7 separate regions of the Mus musculus genome follow, and regions 1, 2, 3, 4, 5 and 6 are each linked to region 7. The links are chromatin contacts, called in public Hi-C, HiCAR-type and promoter capture Hi-C maps. All regions are on one chromosome and are shown on one strand. Each heading gives the region's core, a stretch centred on a gene start, on an enhancer-like site or on the middle of the called end of the contact. The rest is flanking DNA. Distances are from core to core; before and after follow the strand shown. Region 1 overlaps Ppp1r16b (protein phosphatase 1, regulatory subunit 16B). Region 2 overlaps Dhx35 (DEAH (Asp-Glu-Ala-His) box polypeptide 35). Region 3 holds the start of Fam83d (family with sequence similarity 83, member D). Region 4 holds the start of Ppp1r16b (protein phosphatase 1, regulatory subunit 16B). Region 5 overlaps Ppp1r16b (protein phosphatase 1, regulatory subunit 16B). Region 6 holds the start of Dhx35 (DEAH (Asp-Glu-Ala-His) box polypeptide 35). Region 7 holds the start of Top1 (topoisomerase (DNA) I).

Region 1 (3,044 bases), core at 522-3,021, 1.9 Mb after region 7:
GGGTGAGGCCTCATGAACGCAGCAGCAGGTTGGACACAGAGTAGATGCCAGCAGTGTTTGATGAATGAATCAACCATCGCCCAGAATGCAGGCTGACCTGGAAGTGACCCGAAGGCACCACCCTCCTCTCCGGTTCCACCTGCTTGCCTGTTTGGGCATCCTTTCCCCATATCAGCTCAAAAGGAGCCAAGTTCCAAAGACACCTTATGTAACCCAGGCGCTGGGTCAGCTTTCTTCCTGTGCCCCGGGTCAGGTGCACTCATGTCCTCAGGCCAGGGCTTTGCGGTGGAACACCTTGTTCTCTTCGAGCCAGGAGGGTGGCCAGGACATTAACCTGGACTTCCATGCCTTGAGGCTAAGCTCTGCAGTAAGGAGAGGACATCAGGCCAAACCTGGGAAGAAGAGGCTCCAAAGATAATGGATACAGGCATCAATGCATGCCTTAGAATAGGCTAGAGGGACGTCGGAGTCACACTGTGTCCTGTGCTCTCTGAGGCAACTGACCCTGGCCCACTCCCCAGTCCCAGCCCTGGGATGAGATGAGATGGAGCTAGACCCTGGGAGAAGCTGCCCTGTGCTGGCCTGGCTCTCCACCACAGCTGGAAAGGCAACAAGGAAGTTGGTCGGGCATCCATACAGCCTGGCCTCCCCTGACAGCTCCCTGCCCACTGGAGTCATACCTCTCAGGCTGGCACGCAATCACCAGGGATCTCTGCCCCAGATCCCTACTTGTGCCATTTACCTCTATGTCTAGACCCTGCAGGGATTCATGTCACTTAAGTCACTTCCTCAGAGAGATCTGCCCTAAGAGACCTTTGCCATTTAGTCATCATCATCATCATTATTATTATTATTATTATTATTATTATTATTATTATTATTATTATTATTGTCAGGTTGGGAATCAAACTCAGAGCCTCCTGAATGCTGGGCAGGTGCTTGGCCACTGAGCCCACCCCCATGCCCAGTCACCTTCCAGTTAGTCTCAGGCTATCAGCTCTCCTAAGGGTCATCAGCCCCACTGGGCAGGGGTCCCGGCTGTCGGCTGTTGCTCACTAAGGAACCTCAGGCATCCTGACACAAGGCTCACAGGTGTCTGTGAAGGAAGACGAATACGCTCAGCTACAAGCAGGGGTATACGGGAGTAGGGGGATAGGGAGTGAGGGTGGGCACAAGAGCGCTGCCCCCTTGCATAAGGACCATCTCTTCCACAGGCCACGAGATGGGTTTTTTGAAACCCTTAATCCAGTACCTCCCTCAAAAGGAGCCCTGGGGGCCATACTGTACAGTATCCCTTGCACAAGCATCTAGAAGAAACGAAAGTGACTTGAGTACACACCCACAGGATAGTTCTATTAATGGCTTCAGGGCAACGAGTCAAGCATTATAGCTCAAGCATATCCCAGCACTGGGGAGGTAGAGGCAGGAGGATTGGGGATTCAAGGTCATTAGCTATGTAGAAGGTTTGAGGCCAGCCTGGGCTACATACAACTGGAGAAAGACAGAGAGAGGAAGAGAGGGAGAGGGAGAGACAGAGAGAAGGAGAGGGAGAGCCAAAGGCAGAGACAGACAGACAGACAGACAGACAGACAGACAGAGACAGAGAGAGAATATGAATCACAAGTGCTGGTGAGGATGTGGGGTAAACAAAGCTTCACGAGTAAGAGCAAATGGTGTGATGTTCCCCAGAAGGTTAAAGGGGAAAGCCACCACCACAGATGAAAACCACGGGCCCAGGCAGACACCTGTGTACCTAACCTCAGCCCTGCACAGCCACCAAAGACAAAGACAACCCGAGTCCCACAGCGACCACAGCCTGCGTAAGACTGACACACAGTGTGGCAGACACAGGCCCAATTTTGGAGGGAAATGCCAACTGACGACAGATGCTGACATAACCCAGAGGGAACCGTCTCTGTGCCAAAAATTACTCGAGAACAGGGCCTCACTCAAGCAATGGAGAAACTGAGGCACAGAGTGGTCTTTCTGAGGTTACTGAATGGAGCTGGGGTTGGAGCCCAAATGGTCTCGCTCCAGAGCCCAGGGTCTGAACCATGTACCTTGGTGATTCTTGGCTGGACCCCACAGGAAGCTGGTCTTCAGTACAGGGGTAGATCTTTAACCAGGCCATCCCCTGGGGCCACACCCTACATCAGCGTCATCCGCTGCATATCCACATAATGGCTGCAGAAGTCAAAGAAGCTAAGTATAGTGTAGTGCCCTTTAAAAACATCACTTTGAACTGAATAGACGTTTCTAAAAAAAAGAAAAAAAAAGAAAAAAAAGTGCAGAGCCAAGAGTAGAGGTGCACACATTTTTATCCCAGCAATCAGGAGGCAGAGGCAAGTGGATCTTTACGAGTTCCAGGCAAGCCTGGTCTACACAGAGTTCCAATCTAGCAAGTTATAAAGAGTGAAACCCTGTCTCAAAAAAACAAAACCAAAAAGTAGATGTACGTTGGGCCCAGGTTGCCCCTCATACTACCCTCCCCTTCCATGGTGAGAAAAGGCTGGTGGACCTACAACAGCAAACCACCTGCTGTGGACAAGACACCTTGGTTGCTCACTTTCTGTGGCACCCCATTCACTCTTCCCAAGAATGTTCAGGAACGTGCTCCCGGGACCCCAGTTCTACAACCAACGTGAAAAGGCTCAGAGAGATCAAATCCCTTGCTGAGAGTCATACGGCAAGCAGGCAAGTCGCAGGGCCCACACATGCACACTCTATTAAAAGGATGCCCCTGTGACCCACAGGGAGCCACAGACTATAATAAGCTTCCCCCTAAAACCAGGAGCAAGAATCAAACTTTACAGGGTTCTGAAAAACCAGGCAAGACTTGATACCCTCACAAGACAGGCAAGTGAAGATTGTGCCAGGAGCCAGGAACCCTGCTCTGTCACTTGTGGTCTGGGGACTGCCACTAACTTATAGCCACAGCTGAGATGCTGCATTAGAAATGAAGGTGACACATAAGGGTGTGGGCTTGGTCAGTGCCAGGCTCTGTGCTGAAGCCATGCACATGGAGGTGGAGCCTCCAAGTGGGT
Region 2 (2,785 bases), core at 172-2,671, 1.8 Mb after region 7:
GGGCTTTTAGCTGCAGGATGACGGGGGCCAAATTGCTGCGCTGCATCTCAGGGACGGTGGACTGAGGTAGCTGGTCAAAGGCTTCCTCTAAGGATAGGAAATCAGAAACAGATCAAACGTGACACTCAAATGCACCTGTACATCGGCAGAGTCCACCTTCTCTACCGTGAACAAGAGCTCTGGGATTCTGGGACCACATGTACAACATTATGATACAAAGTTATTTTTACGTTTAGGAAGGACGTTCTACTTCAAAAGCATAGAGAGTTGAACAGTACCCCTTTACAAAAGCACTCTCCTTTACTTCCAAACCTTGCTTTTCAAATGCTTTTGTCAGCAAAACGAAAGTAGCAAGCATTTGGGTAATTACTCTCAGGCCCAGTTGCTGTTCACTCTGCATAAGGCAGAGCGCTTCAAGGAAGCAAGAACAGCAAAATAAGCAAAGAAAAATGTAAAAATAAATCACCAGAGCTGCCCTAGACTCTGAAGAAGGATCTCATCACAGAGAGCAGAATTCATACAAACCTAGTTTTTAAACCAAGGAGCCAAATGCAGTCACACCCAGGATCCTGTACTTGCTTGTCCCACAGGAACAAAAGGTGACCTCAAACCGGAGAAGCACCCCGAGGCACAGAGATGGGGGAGGAGGGGAAGGATAGAGAGTCAGGGGAGGACTTTCTGAAAACCAGATCAAAGGGTGGGGAGAAAGGAAGGCTTTTCTGAAATCACTTTCCCTGTGTATTCAGAAAGCCTATGGATTACACGCCAAACCCTCCCATGTAAGTCAACGCTGTACTGACCGCTGTACAGATACACACCCTCCTTACACACAAGCATCACGAAGTCTCCATTTAGACCAGAAGGCTGCAGTTAACTAGAGAGGAAAATGAATTACAGCCAAGTCTCCTGGAGAAACACTACTATCTGTAAGAACTTTAGAAAGGTTTTCCTGAGAAAAGAGACAACCAATATTCTGGACTGTGTAACATAAATTGCCAAATGCATGGGTCTAGCGGGAAGGTTCTAGATGGCAAGCAAGGAAAGAAGTTCTTTAGCTTTAAGAACATTGTGGTTACTGTTCTGTTACCAAGACAACCACATTCCCCAGGCACACCACTGACCAAGGCAGAAACAAGTCATTAGCTGAGAGGCTGGTCCCACTGAGAAGATGCTGAGAGAAGCAGGTGTTGATTCTCAGAGACAAAAAGATGTGATGACACAGGAAAGCTGCAAAGGCCCCAGAGCCAGGGGCACAGAGGTCAAGAGGGGCAGAGGCCTCACGCAATGGCCCTGGAGACTTCAGAGGTAGGAGGGACCTGGATCAAGACCAAAAAACAGGCCCAAGAGGGACATATGCCCCTGCCGTGGACCATGGGAGGCTCAGGAAAGAGATGAGCAGAAACTGAGAAAAGCTACACAGGAGCTGCCAAGAGTATCAGGAGGATCTTTGTGGTTATAGTACTGTTACCAGGACAACTACACTCCCCAGGCACACCACTGGCCAAGGCAGAAACAAGTCACTAGCTGAAAGGCCGGCCTCTCTGAGAAGATACAAAGACAGACAAGCCCAAGGCATCAGAGGTATGCATGGCAAAGCGGGAAGCAGATCACGTGTCTAAGAACGGAGTAGCTGAGAACCAGGCAGAGTAGGAGTGAGAGCAGAGGAGCTAAGGAGAAGCCTTGGAAAGTTCTGGAACACCAAATTATCTGAGTAAAGAAGAGCTGCAGGCTCTGAAGATCTGCTGGCAATCTGAAGGGTGGGCACTAACCGTTGCTTACTGTCCCTGGTCTTTCCCAACCACGCCCTTGCTAAAGCAGCTACGACTAAAGGCTCAGTGACCTTCCACCCAGATCCACTTGCCCAGCTTCAGTCCGTATCTTATCACATGGCTTCTTTGACACCAAATGCCGGTGTCCATTTCCACTTTAAAAAAATCATTTGAGTTAGAGCTGGAAGATGGCTCAGCGGTTAAAAGCAAATGCAGAGGTGCCAGGTTCAGCTCGCAGCCCCCATGTGCCAGCTAAGACTCACCTGCAATTCCTATTCCAGTAACACTCCTCTGACCACCTCAGCACCAGGCACACATGTACTGCACAGACAGACATGCAGGCACAACACACAAAATAAAATTACCTAAAACTAAAAATATTGCTGAGAATGGTGGTGCCTGTCTTTACGTCCCAGACCTTGAGAGGCAACGGTAGGGAGATCTCGGAGGCTGAGGCCAGCCTAGGCTCCACAGAGAAATCCTGCCTCAAAAATAAATAATTCCTTAGCCACACAATTACTATACCTACAACTCTGCAATTCCTCAAAGAAATAAAGGTTCCCCTTCATGTCCCAAGTCTACCCACACACTTACATCCAGCCCCACTAATCCCTAGGAAACCGCGTAAAAGAGGAATGGAAAGACAGCGTAAGTGGGTGCTGGACACAGGAGGGCATTAATGACTTGGAACTCCATCTGCACACTAAGAAGGCAGGAAGGTAAGCTCTGTGGGCATGGGCAGTGGGGGTGGTGGATGTCTCAGAACCACTCCCAGTGAAAGAGACAGACAGACAGACAGACAGCAGCTCTGGAACATCATGGTACCTGTGCCTAGCAGTGCCAGCAGGCTGAGAGGAAAGCTCATTAAAGGCCAGGACTGTCTACCAGAATTTCACTCTGTGCCCTCAGAAGTTAGCACGGCTTGTGATACAGAACTGAGCCAACTATTTGCCATCCATGAATGATTCTCAGGAGAACTCTGCAAAGGCAAGCGGGGATCTGATGGGCCGTGCCTC
Region 3 (2,885 bases), core at 350-2,849, 1.9 Mb after region 7:
TTTCCTTCTCAAGGTGTCCCCAAGGAGTGCTCAAATTCTCCTCCCAGAGGGAAGCTTTGGGCATGCACCCTTAGCCCACAATTTTGCCTCTTCCAAACGCTTTATAATTTTGTACTGAACTCACAAGTGAAACATTTCCAGCATCAAACGGACCCTCAGCCCACCCAAAGCTCACAGGATTAACATGAATCCAGCCATAGCCATACTATTCCCTGAACAGCTTGGTCACCTACACTCTTATCCTCAAAGTCCTGCCTGTCAGGTACAGAACCAGCATCAGAACTTTGGCTTTGGCACTAGGAAGGCAGAGGCAGGAGGATTGCCTGAAATTGAAGCCTGTAAGTTCCAGGTAAGCCTGGGTTACAGTGACCTTGTCTTGCAGAGAGGAAAACAAAAAACAAAAGACAAAAACAGAACGCAAACTTGCTCCTAGACTTGGTGATGTCAACCTGATCCGCACCCTAACATATAGCGGTGCCAGGCCTACTAAGTCTTGACATGGTCTGAGGCTTTGCCCGTCATGTTCCAGGCAGTCAAAAGGTCTGGGAATGGAGCAGTGTTCACCAGCATGCAAACTTGTAGCCACACCCTCCCAAGTGGAGCCCTTTCTCCCTGATCTATGGCAGGCCAGACTCTATACTCCACCCCAGGCCAATCGGGCAGTCTGACACTAGCTAAGATAAAAACCCATTGTAACCAGTGGCTTATCTAAAGCACAAATATTTGCATTTTGGATCAATGCTACTTGGAACAGTCCCAGGCACTGTGGGTTAAAAATATCTCCCACCAGACTCACTCACAGAAGTGAAAGAGATAAACCGACTGCTCGAATTTATCTGTCTACAACATTAAGAAGCGTGGAAAAGTGGTAATTACAGATCTCCCCATGGTCTCCGGGTATCATCTTTTGGGTAAAACTAAGCTTTTACTTAGCTCCTGAAAGTGAGACCTAATGTCAGCTGACGTCCCTGGAATTCTGCAATCCACTTTGGTTTGAACTAACAGTCGCTCTGTTCCAGGGGTACCAATAACAGAAGTTGGAACTACGACATGACTCAATTTTCAGAAGGCCGATGCTCCTCCCCTACCCGCTGCCAGGGGGCCGCTCACCTCTCGGGCGGAGCGCAACTGCTGGCGCAGCGCATCCTTGCAGCCATACGGGCCTCCGGCGCCCGCGCCGCGGGGCTGGAAATGAGCCTCGACACGCGTGGCACCGCGGTAGGCACCCTGGTAGAAGGAAGGCCAGCCGAGCTCCAACGCCGGCGGTTCCAGGTCCGACTGCTCCGGAAAGTAGGTGCCCGACGAGCATTCGTGAGAGGAGCCGAACGAGTCCTCCGCTACCGCCGCCCCATCCTCGCCCGGCCGCTCGGCAGCGCCCAGAACCTCGCGCACCTCGTCGGCGTTGAGGAAGCGGCCCAGCCGCTCACGCCGTAAGAAGGCGGCCCAGGCGTCGGGACCACCGGCCAGCAGCTGCTCGAGAGCCAGACGCCGCGCCTCGCTGAACAGCTCCGTGGGGTTGGGCGGTCCGCACGGAGACAGGCAGGCCGCGGGAAGGTCGTCCAACAGCTCGAAGCGAGCAGCCATGGCAGTGCCCAGAACCGATCCACTTGTCTACGGTGGTAGTCTGAGTTTTTATAGGCATCTTTGAATCAAACCAGCCCGCTCTATTGGCTCGCCGCCCCGCCCCAGCAATCCCATTGGCTGGATGTCTCCCATGCGTACCAAAGGCTCTGCCCCCTCATTGCTATTGGTTGCTCCTGAGACAGAACCCGCCCACCCTCTGCTCTCACTGCCTGATGGCTGAGCGGAATTTAAATCTGACTTTACCCCGCCCTAGCGGCTCCAGAACCCTGCCAACCCGGGACATAGCCCCGCACTGTCCGAGCACGCCCCCTGCCGAGTGCCCTATAACATGGTGCTTCAAGGACTCGGACTAGGGGTAGGACTTGCTCCTGGACATGCTTATTTTGGTGTGATCAGCCTCATTGCCACTCCACCCTGCATCTAATCATTAACTTATCAATACAGAGAGCAAGTGAGAAGGAGAGAAGGACAGAGGGACGGAGGGAGGGGGAGGGAGAAGGAAGGGAAAAGATGGGGAGGAAGAGAGACAAAGAGACAGAGATAGAGCCTGGAGTGGTGGTTCATCAGTTAAGAGCACTTCCAGAGGATCTGGGTTTAGCACTGTCTCCCCTGGCAACCTCTAACCACCTATAATGCTTCCAGGGAATCTGATGATGCCCTTTCTGGTATCCACGGACACTGTATGCATACGTAGCACACAAACATACACATTAAATAAAAATAAATAAATGTCTTTTTTTCTCAGTGGTGCAGAGCTGGGGGTGGTGGCACACTCCCAGCACATGGGAGGTTAGGGTAGGAGAATCTGGAGTTCGAAGCCATCTTATTCTGTGTCAATCCTAAGAGAGGTCACAGAAGACCTTGCAAACATACACATATATATCTATATACATATACACATACATATATGCTCATACATATACATCTATATACTAATCCACTGTGGTATCTACTTCTTCGCTTAAAGGTCTCTCTCACTCTCTCTCTCTCTCCCTTTCTCATATCTTGTAGCGAAGGATGACCTTGGCTTTCTAACCCCCTGCCTCTACCTCTGTAAACTTAAAACAAACCAGTACTGCTGTGAGGATCTCCTCCCTCTCTTCATCCTTCCCTGGTTCCAGCCTTCTCAGGGAAGTTATTCAAGCCCAAAGGCAAGAGCTTCCTGTGTCCCCACTCTGGCATCCAGGATGCAGAAGACTACCTTCCTCTATCAAATCGAACCAGCTCTTGCATGTAATAAGGACAGGGGCCAGGCCTGAGGCTGTACAGTCACACAGTGTCTTTGCCTCTGTTTCCTGGGT
Region 4 (2,887 bases), core at 347-2,846, 2.0 Mb after region 7:
TTCGCGGGAGGCCTCCCTGTTACCCTACAGCGACCATTCACCCCACTTCTTAGAGATCTGTGGTGATGGGGAACCGAGTGCAGGGCCCGCGGGCAGACAGCAAGTCTTCAGCTGAGCTGTGCGGAGCTCAGCCTGGAAGGAAAGCTCCCTCCCCACGGAGGCCGTTTCTACTCCGGTACCTTACTGGCTGCAGGAAATGGCAGGATAAGGCGCACAGAGAAGTCCCCCCACCCCACCCCCCGAGGGCCTGGAGCGACCGCCAGCCCCTTCCCCAGATAGCCTGGAGGGAAACGGCGCCTGGCACTATCGGGCTCCGGGTCCTCTACAGAGGGCGATTCACAGGCCGCACCTGGTGCTCCCGGGAACCAGGAGCTGGTGGGCGCCTCTGACAGCAAGAACAGGAGCCCTTTATGAGCAGTGTAATCACATGGGCGCACAAGCACCGGCTTTCCGTTCTGTGCAGCCTCATCTCTGCCCCCCCCCCCTTCTGATTCCAGGAGAGCAAAGGCTTCCAGGCCTGGCCAGTAGTGGTGGCGCTCCAGTGGGTTGCAGAGAGGGCCGTAGTCACAGCTCACCTAGACCCGATTATCCGCCCGGGGCTGGAAGCTGCATCAGCAACATCTTCCGTAAAGCTGGAGGCAGGGCTGGGAGGGGAGCGCAGAGGAAGAGAGTCTGCATCCGCTACGGAGGCGGGTAGGAGAGCCTCCGGCTCCTCGCTCCCACTCGGGGCGATCAGGGTGCTCTGCGTGACCTTGTGGGAGACCCCTCAGTTGACCTCTGGGGTAGGGCTGCGCCGTTTCTGCCTGTCTTGGGCGCTCGGGGGCGCTGCTCCCTGCGGGAACGGATGCGCGGGACTCGCGAGGAGTGGAGCGCTCTGGGCGCCGGGACCCGCAGCTCGCGCCCAAGGCGGCGGGCGAAGAGGCCGAGAGCATCCCTTCTGGGGAATCACCCCGCCGGGGGCTACCGGGACCGACCGACACTCTCTAGGGGTGGAGATCCCGCACTAGGTCAGGTTTGCCCTTAGGGACGCCTGCCCCCGGGACTTTTCCCACCCCCGGAGCAGCGCTCTCAGCGCGCTGCCTGCCCAGACCAAGCGCCGCCACGCGAGGGGGCGGCGCCCCCATGCCGGGCTCGTAGACCGCTTGCCCAGGGCGTCTGGTGTTCTGTGGTTTCATCACCCAGCCTTGTAACCCTGGCAGACAGTAGCCCAGACAGACCACGGACCTCACATCGCCCCCCAGAATCCAGCCATCGCAGCCCTGCCAATTCACTCTCTACACCAGCCTCCCCATCCGATAGCGAGATGTGGGAGACTGCACCTTTCCAGCACACTCCACCGCCACCGCCCCCCTCCCCAATTATCTTAAGCCACCCTCCCTTGGCTGAGCCACCCCTCTCCACCAGCCAGACTGGAAGGGCCCGAGACACCTGCCCGCCGGATCCGCAGAGTGCAGAGAGGAATGCGGCGCCGCTCAACTCACCCGCTCTCTCGAGCCCTACCCCGGGCGGCTCCGGCCCCGGCTCGATCCGCAGGTCCCAGAGCCGCAGCTGGTGGTGCGGCGACAGAGCCAGCTCGGCTGGGTAGCGAGCCACCGTGCCGCCTCTTGACTCCTCCCTTAAGGCGGAGCCTCAGCTCCCGGGGGAAAGGGGTGGGCCCGCGCATCCCCAAGGGGCTTGTCACCGAGCAACAAGAAGGTCTAGATCTTAGCGCCCTCCAAATGAAGACCCCTTTTCTGAGCTGCAGGAATTTGGAAGCAGCTGAGACACAGTCAGGCTTCAGGATAGTTCTCCTTGACTGTGTCCCACCTCTAACCTCCAGTACAGACAGGGGGGGAAGCCAGGGTGGTATTTTATTCCCATTTGACAGATAGACCCAGTGAGGCCCAGAAAGGGATAATATCCTACCTGTAGTAGCAGAGAATGGGGTCAGTTCAGTGCCCGAAAGTCAATCTCCCACGTTGAGCTTGATTCTGAAGGCTCCACAAACATCAGGAACTTGGCCAGGCCTTATCTAGAGGACGGGGCTATATAGATAGGTCTTTTACCTGAGAAAAGGCAATAGACCATGGCCTGTGACGTGGAGTCCAGTCACTCTTTCGCTCTGGAAAGAGGGGAGGTGAAGAGAAGGAGGAAGGAAGTGGTCATGCCTAGGTTGATGACTCTCACCAGCTGAGGTGCCCGGAAGATCTAGGCCCAGCTGCTTCCTTGAGGTTTCCTGCTAAGAACAAGACCCAAACGCCCTGGGTTTCTGTCATGTAACCTAGGCGGCTGCTGGGCAGAAGATCCTGCAGTGTGTGCCTTCCCTCGAAGGCAATGGGTTTAACTCTGTTTAATCTAATTTTGAAAGTTGCTCCTTTAAATTGCTCCTCCCCCCAGGGAGAGGGGAGAAAGTGGACAAAGAGAAAAGCCCTATCCCAAACATTCTCTGGAATCCGCATTCCCTGAAAGCTGACTTTAGAACAATGGGGTTCTCTTCTCCACAAAGGGCTTTGTTCCTGCACTTTCCCAGCCTCCAGATTAGAGCCAGAGGCACCCAGGGCTAAGCAGCTGGGGAGGCAGACAAGATTCACAGTTTAGGTCTCAGGGATCCTCCCGTAATCCTGTTTGAAACACTCAGGGATAGAACCATAGAACCGGTAAAGCCGGGAGCAACACCAAGTGTACTGATTTCCTTTTTATTTTCTTTTAAGACAGGGTCTCACTCAGCAGCCCTGACTGGCTCAGAACTCACTATGTGGATCATGCTGGATTTAAAAGCAAGAGATCCGGTGACCTCTACCTCCTCAGTGCTGGGATTAAAGACATGTTGGGATTAAAGGCAGGGTCACTACACCCTGCCTGATTTCCTACTTGCTGAATACACTCAGTTACTTTTCTTGGAGGAGCA
Region 5 (2,760 bases), core at 7-2,506, 2.0 Mb after region 7:
CCTGGGAGAAGCGGGAACAGGCCACCAAGGTGTCGTCACCTTACCCCCCATCCCCCAGGCTGGCAGAGTCTTAACTTGGTTCTTCTCTATGCACACACTCATCCTTGCTGCCTTGAGGAGAAGGGACCAGGGTGCGCATCTGGGCACCGTGAGATTGGCCCTTAAGGGGAAGAGTGCTCAGTGGAAGCGGAGCCATGGGATAGCAGGAGGCACAACAGATGAAAGGCTGTTGGTGGGGTTGCTCCTGCTACTGAGCGTACTCCTGAGAAGAGCACAGTAATGGGAGGTCTTAGAACTCCTTCATTATCCTGAGCCCTGATTGGTCAGAGGTCTTGGTAAGGGCCTGAGCCCAGACAGGGATTGGTTCTAGGGCAGGCCTAGGCCTTAAGTTGGCCCAACCAGAAGCTTTCTCTTCCCTCTGTCTGAGGAGCCAGGAGACTGAAGCCAAGGTGCTCTGAAGGCAGTCTCTACATGCAGCCAGTGCTTGGTGGTAAAGGAGATGAATAAGGGGTCCTTTGAACAATGAGACGCTGGACTCCAGCTAGCCAAACCAACACACCTCATATATTATATAACCCAGTTCCTTATTACCCAGAATATCTTAAAGTGCGGCAAGGATGCTTTTAAAGATGCAGGTCTAGGGACCCCAGGAAGGGTTGTGGCCTCTTGCAGAAGACTATTATCAATATGCGGACTTTCCCCTACAAAGGCCATTACAGACTCAACAGGTCTAAGTGGAAGGCCAGCCTTGAGGAAGGGAAGAAGGTCAAGGCTGGGTTCCAACAGCATTCATGTGTGTTGACTTGGGAGAAAGGACACACACATGCACACGCACACAGGCGCGCACACACACACACACACACACACACACACACCACACACACACACACACAGGAGGGAGCAGCTGATTGACACATCTTTGGAATCAAGCCTACCAGTTTGAGAAAAACAACACGAGGGAAGGTGAATTCGAATTGAAGAGACTGTCGAACATGAGTCAGAGAGAGAGCGTTTCAAAGTTCACACTGTTAAAATGTTCGGCTTTTTCTCCCAGTTCCTCGGCTATTCTTCTCGGCGGTCTTGGCAGGCGCTGCGGGAGGAAGGGCCACGAGTGCTTTTCTCCTCGTGTTTCCTGTGCCACTGAGCATGAGGGGAAAAAGAAAACAAAACAAACAGCCCGGGTGGGCAGCGGCGGCGGGGCGGGCGGTGCCTCCTCCCTTCCAGCTCTCACTCAGGGCTTGCTTCTTCACTAAAGGGATGCACACCCCCGCCCTCCCACAGTACAGCTGCATAACATCACCCTCGAGAGCTCGAGATGCTCCACGCATGAGCAAGGAGACTTGCTCCAGATATCCGAATTAGCAATCTCCTCTGTCCCTCCGGCCCCACCGTCAGGGGACTCGGTGCACTGACTGTCCTACTCCTGCAAGAATGACCCCTTTAGACTCTGGGCACAGTCACCATACCCAGGCCTCCTGGTTCTAAACCTGATGGAGGACCAGGGTCCCCAAGGAACTGCTCCTCAACTCTACTTCTCCCAGACATGTCACTTCATTCAGATCTCTTAATGGTGACCCTGAAGCTCATTTACAGGGTTTCACATTTATAAAGAAGAGAGGCAGAATTCATAATTCATCGGAATAAAGAGTGACCAGATAACCCATGGCCCGGGCTCTCTCTGGAGATGAATCATGGTCAGCTCTGGGGCACCAATGACATTTCCTTGGACTAGTTGAGGACACTGGTTGCTTCAGCCTCAGGTAGAATCAGACTTGTGGGCAGGTAATATAGGGATGCTGTCAGCCAGGCCTGAGGGAAAAAAACTTCTAATGCAAAATCAGAGGCCAGCCCTAGAACAATGTTGGGGTCCCTCTCCCCTATACTCAATAACCACCCATCAGGCTGCAAAGAGACAAGGGCCAGCGGTGTGGTAGACAGTTTCCCAGGAGCCCCAATCCTGACTGGGCTGGGAAAGCATCCAACAGAATAAGGATTTTGCTGAGCATGTCTGGAGCCCGCATCTGACAACACAACCTGTCAGGTCCATTCCAAGCAGATGATGGGTTGATGTTTGGGGTTGGCGCTTCATGTAAAGGTGAGATGGCCTCCTTAGGCTTCCAAGAGATGGATTTCAAAGGGGTCGATGGTTCAGTGGACACAGGAAGCCCATGAACACATCAGTCATCCACACTGAGCCTCCTGTTAGACACGTGAACCCAGAGAAGCCAGACTACTTGTAGGTAAGAATGCCAGTGTGGGGAGGGGCCCAGGGGACACACACAAAGGACAGGGACATGCAGATATAATATCTGTAAACGTCCCATGTGGTCCCATCAATCACAGTCACCGGTTTCCCAAAGAAGCTTATATAACAGCTAGGTAGAGGGAAATGGGAGTCATATTACGAACACAGTTCCTCCAAGATTGGGGGTGTGGAACCCCCACCCCCATCCCCTGTGCAGAAACAGAAAAAAAAAAAAAAAAAAAAAACTTCCTCCAAAGCCAGAGGATCATTTTCAAAGCAGGCCACCTGCGGCCACAGAATACCCTCCTAGATCATAGGTCATTAAACAAGGGACAGCTGTTGGGAGTGTGAAGAACTCGTCCCCTCTGCACCCCTCCCTGCCATCTGACATTCTTGACCAAGCTTTCCTCCCTTGTACTAACTCTTAGGTTGCTGGAGTCCATTTGGGGCAGTATAAGGAGAGAGAGATTATCAATGGGAAGTGATCAACAATGACTACTATGGCCAAAGAAGAG
Region 6 (2,850 bases), core at 302-2,801, 1.9 Mb after region 7:
CCTTGAGAGCTGAGCCCAGGCATGTACGTGTTCACGACCTGACTGACGACAGAAGTGTACTCTCGATACAGTAATGGACTAAACAATGGGACAGACTTGTAGAACAGTTCAGAACAGTTCCAGGTTCTTTAACCAAAATGGTACCCGGGTCTGAGTTTTGGCAATTTATCCAAGCCTCTATTAGACTTAACTCTTTGGTCTGCTGGTTAACTCTTGAATAAGTTGGTAACTCATTACTTACTGGGGTGGACAATCAGCTGATGCCTGAAAATGCTGAGTCATGAAAGTGACAAACGAGAGAGTCAGGGTATGTCTTTGTGACCCTGGCTGTCCTGGAATATACACCAGACTGGCCTCAAATTCAAGAGATCCTCCTGCCTCTGCCTCCCAAGTGTTGGGATTACAGCCATGGACTACCATATCCAGTTCAGATTTAAAAAAAAAAAAATAATTATGTGTCACCTTCATGAGTTTATTTCTCTAACACTTAGGCACATGGTCAGATTTCCAGGGAGCATCTAAAACACTCTTTAAAAGCTGTCCCTTGTTGCCTTTTCTGTCTCAAACTATCATCATCACAATATAATGTATACACCCAGATCTTCTGGAGTGCAGGTAGAGGAGAAAAAAAGAAAATGTGTAAAAAAGTAAGGGCAGAGGCTGGTACCAGTTAAGAAACAGTGTTTTGGTTTAGCTTGGTTTGGTTTAGTTTATAAGAAAAGCGTGAACAAAAGGCGCATCCTACACAGATCATGGTCTGGTATTTCAACAAGAACCCGACCTGAGAAAATGCAAAAACAAAAGATGGTGACTTGTTAGCCTACAAAACAGGAAAAGTGACAGCCACTAGGAAGGAGGGCGTTCACTTTGTGGTAAACATTCAGAGTGGGCAAGACCTACCCTAAAACACTGGAATACATTTTCTCTTTTATGAGCCATTAAGTCGGACTACGTACTCCCCCTACTCCACGCCCACGGGACAGGTGTTCGTATTCCGCCCACTTCCCAGGTGAGGGGAGCGATGTTCTGAGGGATGGGGGCAGAGTTCAAGGTTCTCCATCTACTGATGCAAGGCAGAGAGGCAGCCTTGAACCTGGGCGCTCTGACTCCATAACCCAAGCTTCTAAGCCACTGAGCTGCACTGCCTCTCGAGCCCCAATGCTGCCCCAGGACTTCAGCAAGATACACACGGGCGCTTCAGGACTCTACATCTCAAGAGGTGCCGAGGAGGCTAAGAAACTCCAACAAGGTCACCCAGAGTTTCCGCCCAGCTTAGGGAGGCCTTTGACTTCCTCCGGACCACCGTGGGCTGCAGCATCCTTGCGCGCGGAGGAGTGGTGCCCAGCCCTCCCCCGGTCAGGCCCACGGGTGGGTCCCCAGGCCGAAAGTCATGTCCGGGCATCTACCCAGGCTCCCTGCCCTGCCTTACCCGGTTTCCAGAATTTCACTGGTCCCAAGGGCGCAGCCATGCTGGGGTGAAAGGTCACGAAGAAGACTCCGCCCCTCTAGACCCGCGCGAGTCCCTCCGGGCTCAAGGGGCGTGGCCCGCCAGCAGCCTCCGCGGGGGCTGCGGGGGGCGGGTAGAGCGAAAAGAAGCCACGCCTTCCGGCAACACCCCCCCCCCCCACTATGGATCACGTGATCGCAGCTCGCTTTGGCTTGCCTTTGAGGGCCTCTCCTTGGCCCACGTGATGCCGCGCGGCCATATTGTCTCTCGGATTGGCTGCTCTACCCTGCTTGGACACTCTGGGTTGCCACTAACTTCTAGGAATGCGCTGCTGTGTTCCCAGGCTGTCACTCACCAGCGTTAAGAGTGTGAGCAGAGGCTGGGTTTCCCCGGTGAACTGAGAGATGCTCGTGTTTACATGCTATCGCAGCTGCGTCTCTTTTAGTCTCCTATTTTCATACTGAGAGATAATAGCGGTAACGACCTCCTGCGTCTGATGATTCAGTTAATGCTGCTGTGTTCCCTGGAACTGTAGCTTCTTGTTTCCCAGGCGAGGGTGGGGCTGGGTAAACTGTAAATGAATAAACGCTGGATAAACAGAATGATGCTTATTATCAGCAAGTAAAGCCGAAATGATACAGGCAACTTGTGGTCTTCAGAGAAATGTCGCAAAGTGGGAACGCAGGAGCACATTGGGCCGGAAGATGAGACTAGAAATCAGATCAGTGAGGCCAGTGCATTCACCCAGTGTTCCCTCCAAGGCAACCGTTTATAAATCAAATGCTCTTTTTCTACCTCCCCATCCCCCACCCCCACCTCCCGCACATCAAGTCATTGCAGGACTAGGTGCATCCTCTCCCACTAAGACAAGACAAGTCAGCCCAGTTAGGGGAATGGGCTCTGCAGGCAGGCAACAGACTCGGGGATAGCCCCTGCTCCAGTTGTTGGGGGACTCTGCATCAGATACAGCCCATGCTCGCTCTTTGGTTGGTAGTTCAGTCCCTGAGAGCCCCCAAGGGTCCAGGTTAGTTGACTCTGGTGGTCTTCCTTTGGAGGCCCTGTCCTCTTCTGGGCCCTCAGTCCTTCCCCCAACTCTTCCACACACTCCTCCCCCACTCCCACCCCCATCCTCAAGCTCCATTTAATATTTGGCTGTGGGTCTCTGCATCTGTTTCCATCCTCTACTGGATGGAACAGTTGTGCTGGGCTCAAGGAAGCCACAAATTAAGAGGCTTTAAAATCTATACATTTTTAGAGCTCCAAAAGAAAATGCTTCATTCTTTGAGGGAAATGGCAAATTACGGAAAGCGTTGGAAACAAGTAACCCTGATTCAGAATCCTTAGCTTGCCCATCACCTGGCTGACATTTAAGCTCAGTTGTAAACTGAGCTTTAAAGAAGTGT
Region 7 (2,756 bases), core at 113-2,612:
AGAAACAAAAAAAACCCATAAAACCCTTAGCTGCCTAAGGGAATCTTTCGTTCTGGAATCACAAAAATTAAAAAAGAAGAAGAAAGCAAGCAAACATGAAGCAGAAAGCAAGTAACTTCCAAAATAAAGTTCTATTAAGAAAAAATAAAAGATAATTCCGTCCCTAAGCCTTCCTTCTTTGGTGAGGTCTGTGATTTATATGGCTCTGCTCTGCAGAAAGCTCTTTCTGGACAGCTCAAGGAAGGAGCTGAGGGAGGGAGAGAAAGACACAGGCACAGAAAGGAGAGGAGAGAGAAAAAGAAAATGGCGCAGAGACTAAGTCCCGACCGTCGACAAGGCGACTTTCCCGGGAAGAATCCCGGCGGAGAAAGGCCGCCCGAGACCCAGCGACGGTCGACGCGGGGTCTCCGGTGCCCCCTCTGGAGAAGGCCGTGATCTGGGGGTGCTGAGACCCCGGGAAAGGGGGTCCAGAGGCGGCCCGATGGGAACAATGGGGCCGGTGAGCGAGGAGCCGGGACTTAGTCTCTGGGACGCCATGTCTGTCCTCTGCCCGGCTCCGGCCCGGCGCGGGGGAGGCAGGCAGCGGCGTGTGGGGACACTTGGGGCGGGGCGGGGGGCACACTCACCATTCAATCGGAAATCCGCTTCGATCTGAGGAAAGAAAAGGAGGGAAGATGAAACAACCGGCACATGAAGCCCCGGGGCGGCGGACGAGAGCGCGCGGCCGGGGGCCGGGGCTCGGGCCCACCCGGCGCCCCGGAACCCAGAGGCCCGCGAATGGCCTACCCGGGGCTGCCATCCCCCCACCAAACTCCAACTTGACGGCTCCGCCCGGGACCCGGCCATCCAAGCGACTCCAACCGGCCGCCCCTCATCGCAGACTCGGGCCTGTCAACCCGGCGCGGCCGGCTGGGGCTGGGACCGGGGCCCTGGCCGGGGCCGGAGCCGGCCCGGGCCCGAGCAGCTGGGGACGAGTCGGGGGCCGGCTGGTCGCACCTGGGAATCGTTGTGGAGATGGTCCCCGCTCATGTCGGCCGGCGTGCGAACGCTGCGGGCTCAGAGGCAGCGCGGGGGAAGAGAGGCGGACGGCAGGGACGGCCTGAACGGGCGGACGAAGCTCCTGAGAAGCACGAACAGACGGCGACAGCAGCCACCGGCCCGAGACTCCCGGGACAGTGGAGGAGGCAGCGGCGGTAGCGACGCGACTGACAGACTGCCGGGCGGGCGGACAGCGAGAACAGACCCCAGCAGTTGTGTAACAGCCTAAGTTCGCATTTCCCCTCACTGCGCCTGCGCGGCCGCTTTTAAATGGGACGTCGTCGTCGACGTCAGCGCTCGTGGAAAGAGGCTGAGGGTTGCGGCGGGTCTCTTAGAGGTCCGGGAGACAGAGCCGGTTTTGCCTCGCAAGTTCCGCCCCTTTATTAGCATACGGACTTAACTCCGCCCACTCTCTGCTTTCTGCCTTGCTACGGGACTGGCGTTCTCAGAGGCGGGACACCGGCTCTAGCAGCACGCAGGCGCAGCGTGGACACCGCCTCTGGACCTTGGACACCCGGGCGGCCACGTGGTAGGCCTTTAAAGGCCGCGGCGGGACCCAGCTAAGCTGGCCAGGGACCGTGTCTCCAGCTTCTGCATCTCTAGAGCCAGACAAGTTTGATCCGCACGTACCTTGGCTGCCCCGATCTTAGTTCACCAGCAGCCGTAAGGCATTTAGCTGGAGTCTCCTCACAGCCTTTGTCCAGACTTCTGGAATACTTCACATCCATTTATTTATTATTTATTCTTTTTTTTTGTAGGGGGGGGTGTTCGAGACAGGGTTTCTCTGTGTAGCCCTGACTGTCCTGGAACTCACTCAGTAGACCAGGCTGGCCTCGAACTCAGAAATCCTCCTGCCTCTGCCTCCCACGTGCTGGGATTGAAGGCGTGCGCCACCACCGCCCAGCACTTCACACCCATTTTTAAAAATTATTTTAATTTTTCAGTCAGGTTTAGCTCCAGTTTACAGTCATGTAGCCCTGTGTCACAAGTACCCTACTGCATTTGTTCTTTTTATAAACATTTATTAAGCGCCTACTGTGAGACAGGAATTAGTTTGATGTGAGAGGGCTAATATTCCAAATCAAAGGGAATTGGACCCCCAGGTAAATGGATCCTGGTTCTAACCAGGACTGTACCCTGAGAGAACTTTATTTAGGGAACACCATACTATAAGGTCTGCCCTGACTCCTCACAGTCCTGGGTGTGGACCATCGACCACTATCAAACTGTCTTGAGGGATTAATGACATTAGCAATTGGATTTGCAAGAACATCCCAGGCTGAATTCATCTCCAGTCTGGCTCAATCCCCCATATAAATAAATTCGGAAAATGTTCATAAACATTGAGTGATAAACACTTAGGGTTAATTCTTGTGAATATTTCAAAACTCAAGCCAGCTGGGCAGTGGTGGCATACGCCTTTAATCCCAACAGTTGAGAGGCAGAGGCAGGCGGATTTCTGAGTTCGAGGCCAGCCTGATCTACAGAGTGAGTTCCAGGACAACCAGGGCTACTTAGAGAAACTGTCCCGAAAAACCAAGCTTGAAGTGCTGCACGCCCCTTTCCGCATGCTGTACCCATGTGCCTCTCTCCTTTATAACAGTTATCACAGTTGTTAAGTTACCCATATGGGAGCTAGTGACTTCTTTTCTGTCTCCTTTATATAATTCGAGGTCAGTGAGGGTTAGGACCTCTCCATCTTGTTCAGCACTTAGCCC

Evidence for each region. Promoter capture Hi-C pulls out the DNA fragments that hold promoters and counts their contacts. Hi-C and Micro-C count contacts between places; a contact is called where the count stands out from the background. HiCAR-type assays count read pairs that join an accessible place to other places.
Region 1: a Hi-C map of B cells shows a contact between it and region 7, with 7 read pairs. The contact joins the enhancer-like site here to the promoter of Top1 in region 7. A contact is called at or near these places in 2 of 39 promoter capture datasets (hippocampal neurons and pre-B cells), 1 of 484 Hi-C or Micro-C datasets (B cells) and 2 of 115 datasets of contacts at active chromatin or transcription factors (embryonic stem cells and large pre-B cells).
Region 2: a contact with region 7 is called in a HiCAR-type map of astrocytes, with 4 times the contacts expected there. The contact joins the enhancer-like site here to the promoter of Top1 in region 7. A contact is called at or near these places in 7 of 39 promoter capture datasets (the C10 cell line, cranial neural crest, hippocampal neurons and 3 more), 11 of 115 datasets of contacts at active chromatin or transcription factors (acute myeloid leukemia, astrocytes, embryonic forebrain and 6 more) and 1 of 9 other capture datasets (embryonic stem cells).
Region 3: a contact with region 7 is called in a promoter capture Hi-C map of pre-B cells, with 8 times the contacts expected there. The contact joins the promoter of Fam83d here to the promoter of Top1 in region 7. A contact is called at or near these places in 13 of 39 promoter capture datasets (the 3T3-L1 cell line, 3T3-L1-derived adipocytes, the C10 cell line and 9 more), 1 of 15 datasets of contacts at CTCF or cohesin (large pre-B cells), 2 of 484 Hi-C or Micro-C datasets (B cells and embryonic stem cells), 8 of 115 datasets of contacts at active chromatin or transcription factors (the 230-238 cell line, cardiomyocytes, embryonic limb bud and 5 more) and 1 of 9 other capture datasets (adipose tissue).
Region 4: a contact with region 7 is called in a HiCAR-type map of astrocytes, with 5 times the contacts expected there. The contact joins the promoter of Ppp1r16b here to the promoter of Top1 in region 7. A contact is called at or near these places in 2 of 39 promoter capture datasets (the C10 cell line and pre-B cells) and 9 of 115 datasets of contacts at active chromatin or transcription factors (astrocytes, embryonic forebrain, embryonic hindbrain and 6 more).
Region 5: a contact with region 7 is called in a promoter capture Hi-C map of hippocampal neurons, with 6 times the contacts expected there. The contact joins the enhancer-like site here to the promoter of Top1 in region 7. A contact is called at or near these places in 4 of 39 promoter capture datasets (the C10 cell line, hippocampal neurons, maxillary cranial neural crest and 1 more) and 5 of 115 datasets of contacts at active chromatin or transcription factors (astrocytes, embryonic forebrain, embryonic stem cells and 2 more).
Region 6: a HiCAR-type map of astrocytes shows a contact between it and region 7, with 6 times the contacts expected there. The contact joins the promoter of Dhx35 here to the promoter of Top1 in region 7. A contact is called at or near these places in 11 of 39 promoter capture datasets (the 3T3-L1 cell line, the C10 cell line, cranial neural crest and 5 more), 1 of 484 Hi-C or Micro-C datasets (CD4 T cells), 17 of 115 datasets of contacts at active chromatin or transcription factors (the NIH/3T3 cell line, SST interneurons, acute myeloid leukemia and 11 more) and 3 of 9 other capture datasets (adipose tissue, macrophages and pancreatic islet).

The regions. Positions count from the first base shown.
Region 1 is chr2:158,718,083-158,721,126 of GRCm38.p6, reverse strand. All of the region lies in intron 2 of Ppp1r16b (protein phosphatase 1, regulatory subunit 16B), which reads right to left. Among named protein-coding and RNA genes, the nearest start is that of Fam83d, 48 kb to the left of the region's middle. Within about 2 kb of position 1,771, at least 70 of the 459 cell types and tissues checked have an H3K27ac peak or open chromatin away from gene starts, as enhancers often do. A contact at or near this core is called in B cells and pre-B cells, where this site is marked.
Region 2 is chr2:158,832,172-158,834,956 of GRCm38.p6, reverse strand. It overlaps Dhx35 (DEAH (Asp-Glu-Ala-His) box polypeptide 35), which reads right to left. Exons shown (of 22, transcript NM_001372513.1): 13 at 1-87. Among named protein-coding and RNA genes, the nearest start is that of Dhx35, 39 kb to the right of the region's middle. Within about 2 kb of position 1,421, at least 48 of the 459 cell types and tissues checked have an H3K27ac peak or open chromatin away from gene starts, as enhancers often do. A contact at or near this core is called in astrocytes, embryonic stem cells and stem cell-derived neural progenitor cells, where this site is marked.
Region 3 is chr2:158,766,813-158,769,697 of GRCm38.p6, reverse strand. It overlaps Fam83d (family with sequence similarity 83, member D), which reads right to left and starts at 1,599. Exons shown (of 4, transcript NM_027975.2): 1 at 1,111-1,599. The coding sequence starts at 1,584.
Region 4 is chr2:158,665,844-158,668,730 of GRCm38.p6, reverse strand. It overlaps Ppp1r16b (protein phosphatase 1, regulatory subunit 16B), which reads right to left and starts at 1,596. Exons shown (of 11, transcript NM_001159662.1): 1 at 1,482-1,596.
Region 5 is chr2:158,686,452-158,689,211 of GRCm38.p6, reverse strand. All of the region lies in intron 1 of Ppp1r16b (protein phosphatase 1, regulatory subunit 16B), which reads right to left. Among named protein-coding and RNA genes, the nearest start is that of Ppp1r16b, 21 kb to the right of the region's middle. Within about 2 kb of position 1,256, at least 58 of the 459 cell types and tissues checked have an H3K27ac peak or open chromatin away from gene starts, as enhancers often do. A contact at or near this core is called in hippocampal neurons, where this site is marked.
Region 6 is chr2:158,793,508-158,796,357 of GRCm38.p6, reverse strand. It overlaps Dhx35 (DEAH (Asp-Glu-Ala-His) box polypeptide 35), which reads right to left and starts at 1,551. Exons shown (of 22, transcript NM_001372513.1): 1 at 1,430-1,551. The coding sequence starts at 1,469.
Region 7 is chr2:160,644,503-160,647,258 of GRCm38.p6, reverse strand. It overlaps Top1 (topoisomerase (DNA) I), which reads right to left and starts at 1,362. Exons shown (of 21, transcript NM_009408.2): 1 at 997-1,362; 2 at 627-651. The coding sequence starts at 1,029.